2 separate regions of the Sus scrofa genome follow, and region 1 is linked to region 2. Evidence: chromatin contacts called from public Hi-C data. All regions are on one chromosome and are shown on one strand. Each heading gives the region's core, a stretch centred on a gene start, on an enhancer-like site or on the middle of the called end of the contact. The rest is flanking DNA. Distances are from core to core; before and after follow the strand shown. Region 1 has its middle 24 kb from the start of COPS8. Region 2 has its middle 180 kb from the start of COPS8.

Evidence for each region. A called contact is a pair of places that touch in the nucleus more often than the background predicts.
Region 1: a Hi-C map of embryonic fibroblasts shows a contact between it and region 2, with 1.6 times the contacts expected there. The contact joins two enhancer-like sites. A contact is called at or near these places in 4 of 47 Hi-C or Micro-C datasets (embryonic fibroblasts, liver, mesenchymal stem cells and 1 more).

What each region holds. Positions count from the first base shown.
Region 1 is chr15:136,802,530-136,806,513 of Sscrofa11.1, forward strand. No RefSeq gene overlaps it. Among named protein-coding and RNA genes, the nearest start is that of COPS8, 24 kb to the right of the region's middle. Within about 2 kb of position 2,457, at least 11 of the 83 cell types and tissues checked have an H3K27ac peak or open chromatin away from gene starts, as enhancers often do. A contact at or near this core is called in embryonic fibroblasts, where this site is marked.
Region 2 is chr15:136,649,204-136,653,092 of Sscrofa11.1, forward strand. No RefSeq gene overlaps it. Among named protein-coding and RNA genes, the nearest start is that of COPS8, 180 kb to the right of the region's middle. Within about 2 kb of position 2,423, at least 12 of the 83 cell types and tissues checked have an H3K27ac peak or open chromatin away from gene starts, as enhancers often do. A contact at or near this core is called in embryonic fibroblasts, where this site is marked.

The DNA.
Region 1 (3,984 bases), core at 1,207-3,706, 150 kb after region 2:
TATCCGTGGTAGAGGATGGATTCTTTGTGGCATCGCTTCCCGGTCTTTAAAGCTCTTGCAAAATCTTCATGGGCATACCCAAACTGGGGTGGGCAAGAAAGCTTTCTGCCAGGCCAGATGGCTTTCTTGAAGAGTTAACTGTGTCTGAACCTTCCACCAAGAGCTTTTCCAACTGTGTTTGTGGTTGGGGACCACTTGGATGAAATGTCTAGAAGGACCCTTTTCACGAGGCAGTCTGCTTACTCCTGAATACTCATGGTATGGTTTTCTCATCATGGACCAAACCTAGCTGCTGCCACCTGCAGCATATGGAGTTTCCGAGGCTAGGGGTCCAATCGGAGCTATGGCTGCTGGCCGACACCACAGCCACAGCAATGCAGGATACTCAACCCACTGAGCCAGGTCAAGGATTGAACCTGCATCCTCATGGATACTGGTCAGATTCGTTTCCCCTGAGCCACGACAAGAACTCCTATTTTTATTTATTTGTTTGTGTATGTTTATTTTTTTGCTTTTTAGGGCTGCACCCACGGCATATGGATGTTCCCAGGCTAGGGGTCGAATCAGAGCTATAGCTGCTGGCCTACCTACAGCCACAGCAACACAGGATCCGAGCTGTGTCTGTGACCTACACCACAGTTCATGGCAACACTGGATCTTTAACCCACTGCGCAAGGTCAGGGTTGAATCTGCATCCTCATGGATGCTAGTCAGATTTATTAACCACTGAGCCATGGTGGGAACTCCTATTTTTAATTTTTTTAAATTTTATTGGAATGTAATTGATTTACAGTGTTGTGTTAGTTTTAGGTGTACAGCAAAGTGAATCAGTTATACATACACTTATATCCGTTCTTTTTCAGATTCTTTTCCCATATAGGTTATTACAAAATATTGATTAGAGCACCCTGTGCTATACTGCAGGTCCTTACTGGTTATCTATTTTATATACAGTAATGTATATTTTTTCCTTTTTTACCTTTTCACAGCCACAACTACAGCATATGGAAATTTCCCAGCCAGGGCTGAAATCTGAGCTGCAGCTGGAGCCTACACTACAGCCACAGCACCACTGGATCCAAGTTGCATCTGTGACCTATGCCCCACAGCTGATGGCAACGGCCAATCCTTAACCCACTGAGCGAGGCCAGGAATCGAACCTGCATCCTTACAGAGACAATGTCAGGTCCTCAACCTGCTGTGCCTGTTTTGTTTTTTTGTTTTTTTTTCCCTATGGCTACTAGAAAACATAAAATTCCATGTGTGGCTGACATTGTATTTCTACTGAATGCAATCCTCTAAGTGTCTGTATAGCCATAGAGCCTACATCACTATTCACGTAAATGTATACACCTGAGCCTTTGTTCCCCGGAATTAACTAGAACAGTCAGGTGCACAGAGGAGAAAGGAAGACACACTCCCTCTCCCTGGGAACATTAAGAGGAAGAATCGCATTTTCTTCCCAAGCACTGTTTTGTTTCTTTCACTGTTAAAATCTTCCGTACCAGGGAGTAAAGTAGAGATGTTGCGAGGATAATGCAAATTATCGTTAGCAAAGATGCCCTTGTTCACGTGACGATGCCAAGGAGCTAGAGCATGGGTTGACGTCCAGATGCTTTCCCTTGAAGATGCCCAGGGACCAGTCACCCCTCCTGAAAGGGCAGGATGCAGCCTGGAGGTGACAGGCGATTGGAAAACTCAGAAGGGAACGTGGGGATAAGAAGAGTAGAGGAGCACAGGCCAGAGCGACACCCAGACGATGGCCGGGCCTATGGACAGGCTGCATATGGAGGGAGTGGTGGGGGCATCATAGCTCAGTGCTGTGACTCACTGTCCCGACCCCGTGAGCTTGCCAGACTGTGTGTCTGTAAATTATTGTCGTTCTAGTAGTGAGTATATATAATCAGCTGAGAAATGTTCTTAAAAATCTATCTCTAGCCCCTAAAATAGGAATTTAATTGATGTCTCACCCCAGTCTTAGCCAGAAGACAGGCGCCCAACAATATTAAGTAATGTTGAAGAATAAACCCAGGGAGGAGTTCCCACTGGGGTGCAATGGGATCTGCGGTGTCTCTGGAGCACTGGGACTCAGGTTCAATCCCCAGACCGGGGCAGTGGATTAAGGACCCTGCGTTGTGCAGCTGGAGCATAAGTCACAACTGCGGCTTGGATCTGATCCCTGGCCTGGGAGCTCCAAATGCTGCACAAAAAAGAAAAGAAGAAATACAAAGAAAAATAAATCCAGATAGCTGGAGTCTCACAGTTATTTATGGAGGTGATCTTCTAACTACCTGATTTTCCTTTTTCAGAAGTAATGACAGCAGCTGGAATATGTAAGGTTCATGGACTACAGAGAGATCAAAAGACTGGTCAAAGGAAGGCCAGTCTCCGACTAAGCCATGCTAGGTCATCTTAGGAAGCAGCAAAATCATACCGAGAAACGGATTTTTACTCTATGAGTCAGGGTGCAGGAGGCTGGCTGCAGTGGCCTGGGATGACATGAGGGTGGTCAGCCAAGGCTTGCCTTGCCAAGTTTCCCCTACGGCCAGAAAAGAAAGGGCCCAGAACCTTAAGAGATGAAATAATTTATTTTCTAAGAACCTAGATAACTGGCAAGGAGATCATATTAGAACCCCAAAGAGTCGTTAACAGATTAGGGTCTTTGTTTATAGAACCTCGCCGTGTCACGTGACCGGAGAGGAATTTAGTCGGTGGGGCTGCATTCCTGAGGCGGCTTAGGCCTGGGTCTCATGGCTCCGCAGACACCTCTTAATTAACCGCACCGGCAGGGAGGTCAGAGGCATCTGTGTTGAGCTGGACTGGAACCAGGGAGAACCTGCGTGCCTTCTGGGCTGGGTGGGCTGTAGAGGGAGGGTCTGCTGGGGACTGGGCAGGCAGGAGGAGCAGACACCACCGGCGTGGCTGAAGGCGCACCCCGGCAGGCTCCAGGGGAGGTCACAGGAAGCCTGGTCCAGCCCCTGCCAGGAGGGCCCTGGTGACGGCTGTCAGCGCAGGCACGCAGGCATGCTTCTTGGTCTGCACCAATTTTAGTTCCATTCCTGGAAGATGTCAAATCGGTGGGCACTCGCAGCTCTGCCAGAGTCGCTGGCCTGGGGGGGCGGGCTAGGTGACGGCGGGGCCTATAGGCGGGGCGGGGCCCAGTCCCCAGGTGAGGGCGCACTGCCAGGTGAGGTTCCCTTATCAACTTGATCCCAGGGGATGCTGCAGCCATAAGGAGGCGGCCCAAAGCCACCCCGTGGCCCCAGGAGAGCGACCCTACTGCATCACAGGTGAAAACCAGCTATTTTGACAGATAGGAAACCCTTACCTCTTAGTTGGTGTTCTTGAAACTATTTTTAAAGTACCAAATGCAGCATGTTTATTTTTTAAAAAGAAATAAAAACTAAAAATCATCTATAATCCCATCAAGCAGGGATAACTAGTAATATTTTTATAAAGCATGTTTTTATAGTGTGAATTCACTGGGTTTTGTCTATTTTTTATTATAGTTGATTTACAATATTGTGCCAATTTCTCCTGTACAGCAAAGTGCGTGTGTGTGTGTGTGTGTATACACATACTTGCGATGGTGAGAGGAAGAAATGGGAATTTCTGTAAAGGGAATTCTTGCAGTGACATCTGCTAAAATCAGGATATATGTATTTTGATGGGACTATATACCTATAATTTTTTGTTGTTGTTTAGTTTTTTTAGGGCCATGCCATCATCCCCCATCACACTGCTTTTTTAATAGGAAGCTTTTAGCATGACTTAAGCACAGATCCGCTCTGCCATGAGACTCTGGCCTCCCCTTCATAGGTCCTCAGCATCCTGGTTTGAGGGAATTCACTGTTTTAATCCTGGTTTTTGTTTCAAAACATTATTCAATGCCATTGGGCATTTTTCAGTATTGTCTATTTAACAAATGCATGATGCTCATTTTCTGATACATGTAAATTCATCTCTCCATGGTTGGGGGTTGAA
Region 2 (3,889 bases), core at 1,173-3,672:
TGAGTGTTGGAGTTCCCATTGTGGCTCAGTGGGCTGAGGACCAACATAGTCTCTGCGAGGATGTGGGTTCAATCCCTGGCCTTTCTCAGTGGGTTAAGATCCCAAGTTGCAGCAAGTTGCAGTGCAGATTGCAGAATCGGCTTGGATCCTGAGTTGCTGTGGTTGTGCTGTAGCCCTCAGCTGCAGCTCCAATTTGACCTGTAGCTAGGGAATTTTAATGCCATAGGTGTGGCTGTAAAAAAAGAAAAAAAAAAAAAAAAAAGAAAGAAAGAAAGCAGGTTTACACCCAACTGGCATAGACTTATAGATGAGTGCTGGCCTATCAGAACAGCCACAGCAAACAAAAACAAGCCTCACTCCTGTTCTCTCCAGGATAAATGCTGGCGAGAGACCCACTGGCCAATCAAAACTAACCACTTTCCCACTTATTCCAAACTCCTTCTGTTTTCGTTGAATTATATGTGTGTGTGTGTGTGTGTGTGTGTGTGTGTGTGTATGTATATACATATATATATATATATATATATATTATTTTTTTTTTGCTTTTTTACAGCCACACCCTTGACATGTGGAGGTTCCTAGGCTAGAGGTCGCCGCCGGCCTACACAACAGACACAGCAATAGGGGATCCAAGCTGCATCTGCAAACTACACCACAGCTCACGGCAATGCTAGATCCTTAACCCACTGAGCGAGGCCAGGGATGGAACCTGTGTCTTCATGGATTCTACTCAGATTCGTTTCTGCTACTTCACAATGGGAACTCCACACTGAATGATATTTTTATTCATGAAAATAATGTAGATATTTAGATGTTTCCCTCTGGAAATGACTTAAAATTTGAAGAAAAGTCGTATGTTCTGTTTTTGTAATAATCAGTATTTTGATTGATGTTTTAGGCAAACATGTCACATTTTCCACCCTGCCCCACAGTCCAAGTAAACCCTTGATTTTCCCTTCTTCCACTCCGGACCGTAGTCCTTGACACTGTGCCCCAGACTGCAGCAGTCACATCTAAATTCACATGGATTCTAAGATCTTGGTATTCTTGCTCAACATCCTTGAGAGAAAAATGATGCTGCGGGTAGCTTTCCTGGACCCTGCCAGGGGTAACTATTCAGAGATGTCATTTAAGTCGCCTCTCCTTGGGGGAGGTCGTTCCCAAGGTCCTCCCCCGTTCTCTTTACCCCCCCCCCCCGCTGACTCATCACCTTGCCTTGTAGGGTCCCTTACAGTGGAACAGGGATTTGTTGACTAGAGAGCAGACCCATGGATGACTGCTTTCTGTCTTTATTGCCGAGAAGTCGACTATACTGATCTTGCACTGGGAGAAACCAAAGCTCAGTGAAAAGTGGTGTCTTGCCCAAGACCACTCCGCTAGAAAGACTAGACAGACCTAGAGGGCTAGTCTGGGCTCTTCCAGGGGGCCACTCAGGGCTGTGTATCCCAGTGACATTCCTGGTGGGACTGCTTCGTCTACGTGGACACCCTCCCAGAGCCTGGCTTGGTGAAGCGTTATTGAATGACTGTGAGAAAGAGGGAGAAGACAGATATCATAAACATGAGCATACTGTAATCTCGCTCAGTGAGCCCGATACTGAAGTCTCCTGACGTCGGAGGTCGCAGCAGAAACAATACCGAGCTTCCAGACTTCCTGGTGCTCACCCTGAGAAATAATTGCAAAAAAAAGAGACGTCCATGGACTCTTAAACCTATTCTGGTTAAATATGCAAGAACTTTGAACCTTGGCCATTAACAACTGGTGTCCAAAGAATGACCTAAGCACCAGAAATCTAAGTACATTTTTCAATTTCTGTTTCCCAAAGAATAATGAAACAATGATTTATAATTATTCTACAACATTCTTTCCCCCAACGAAAGTCCCAAGTTTTTTTTTTTACTCATAAAATGAAGACAAACATAGTTATACCATTTATCTTGTTTTCCAAACACTTGACCATTTTGTTAGCCCCTCTGTGACTTAATTTTACAACAGTGCCCTTAAATTTTGGAGACTACAACGGGACATAGTTTTATAATGATGGCCTGATAAACGTGCCAAATATGATAATATATAAAATTGCTTTCATGTTAATACATGGTGATGTTTCACTCCTTCTGTCCACAACGCTCTTCCATTGTTGACTCATACATTATTACTGGTCAGAAACTAACTCTAGGTCTTTCTCAAGGGTATAAATATCAGATGTGTTCATCTCTTGACTCTTAATTGCTATTCTAGTGATTCATACAGGCCAGACCCCTATTGCATTGCTTCCTGTTTGCAGTAGAATAACCACTGAACGGCCTGGACAAAACCATTTCCTGTTTTCTTTTGATATTTATACACACGATGCCCCAGGCCGCATGGGTCAAGAGGGCTACGGTGTACTCAGGAGACCAAGAGTGACGGTCAAGAGGGCTTCAGAAGGTACCCTGGGGCTGGGCGAGAAGGGCAGGGGCGTGGAGCAGGGCCGGCCCATCATGCAGACTTGTTTGTCTCCTTTCCTGAGTCACTTCCTGTCCGAGCAGGAAGTTCTGGGTGCTTCTGCGTATGTGCAGTTCTCCTGGACATGTCCAGGTGAGGTCGGCCCTATACTTCCCTGGGGTAGCTTTCAGTTTACCATAATTGTGAGCTAGCAAATTGAATAGTTGTGTCTTGGATGGTGGGAGCAAAAGACCCTACCTGGCCAGGCTGGAACCCACACTAGTCCATGGTGTTTCACCATATCAACTCATTCACTGATTCGTTCTCCAACACACTTTGGGAACAAATGCTGTGTGTAAAGTGTTCCGTTAGGCTCTTGGCAGGCAAGAGTCTTGCCAAAGGGACCCTTGGTCAGGGCTCCCCAGCAAACTTTTGCCAGGGCCTTCTGTCATCCTAAAAAGACAAAAAAAAAAAAAAAAAAAAGACACTTTGTCATTGTTTCTATGATGATTATATGAAGTTTTGAACAAGGATCAGGCATCTAAGAGGCGAGCTGAGTGCTGACAGCCTGGCGTTAACACAAGGGATTCGGTTTTTTCAGGAGACACGGTCCCTCTCAGTGACCACAGGGTCCCCGTCATTTTCTGTTCTGTTGATTCCAAACTAAGTGGGCAGAAGGGGTCTGTTATTACTGTGCTGTTGTTTCGATTTTTTATAATAAAACACTGAGGTCAAGGAGGCCAGCTCAGCAGGGCTCCCTAAAATGCAGACAATTTCTTCGTGAACCCACATTTCGAAGTTAGCAGGCCTCCCCTCTGCCCATGAAGTTCTGCTGAAGGCCGTGGGCAGGAAGTCACATCATGAAAATGGTGCATGCGGACACAGTTATGAACCCTTTTTTTAATTTTTTTTCCCAAAGAGGGATCTGGGTGTGCAAAAGGAAACATTAGGCCAGCCATGCATCTTAGGTTAGTCGAGGCCCACGGGACCTTTCACCTGCTGCTAATGCGGGGTGGCCGGTGTGGCCGGAGGGGTCCATGAGCATTTGACAGCTGTTGGTGGACCACAGTGAAATCAGATCCAAGCCAAGGCAGTTCTAGGAAACAGGTGCCCACACATGTTAGTGCATTTTGTGAGGAGGACGAGAAATCCCAGCGACGCGGCCTGGGATTACTCTGAGAGGTGGAATTACTCTGGGGCCTTCTCAGACCAATTCATCAGCCCATGTGTCACTGATTCTTTCTTTCTCCCTCCCTCTTTTCTTTCCTTCCTTCCTCCCTCCCGTCTCTCCCTTTCCCTTTCCTCCCTCTTTTCTTCCTTCTTCTCATCCTTTATCCTTTTTTTTTTAAACATTCATTCATTTATCCTTCTCATCCATTCACTGCACCATTCAGAGAATATTCTTAAGCACCAACTATATTTATAGGGATAAAAAGGACAGTGTTATATAGATTCACTGGCT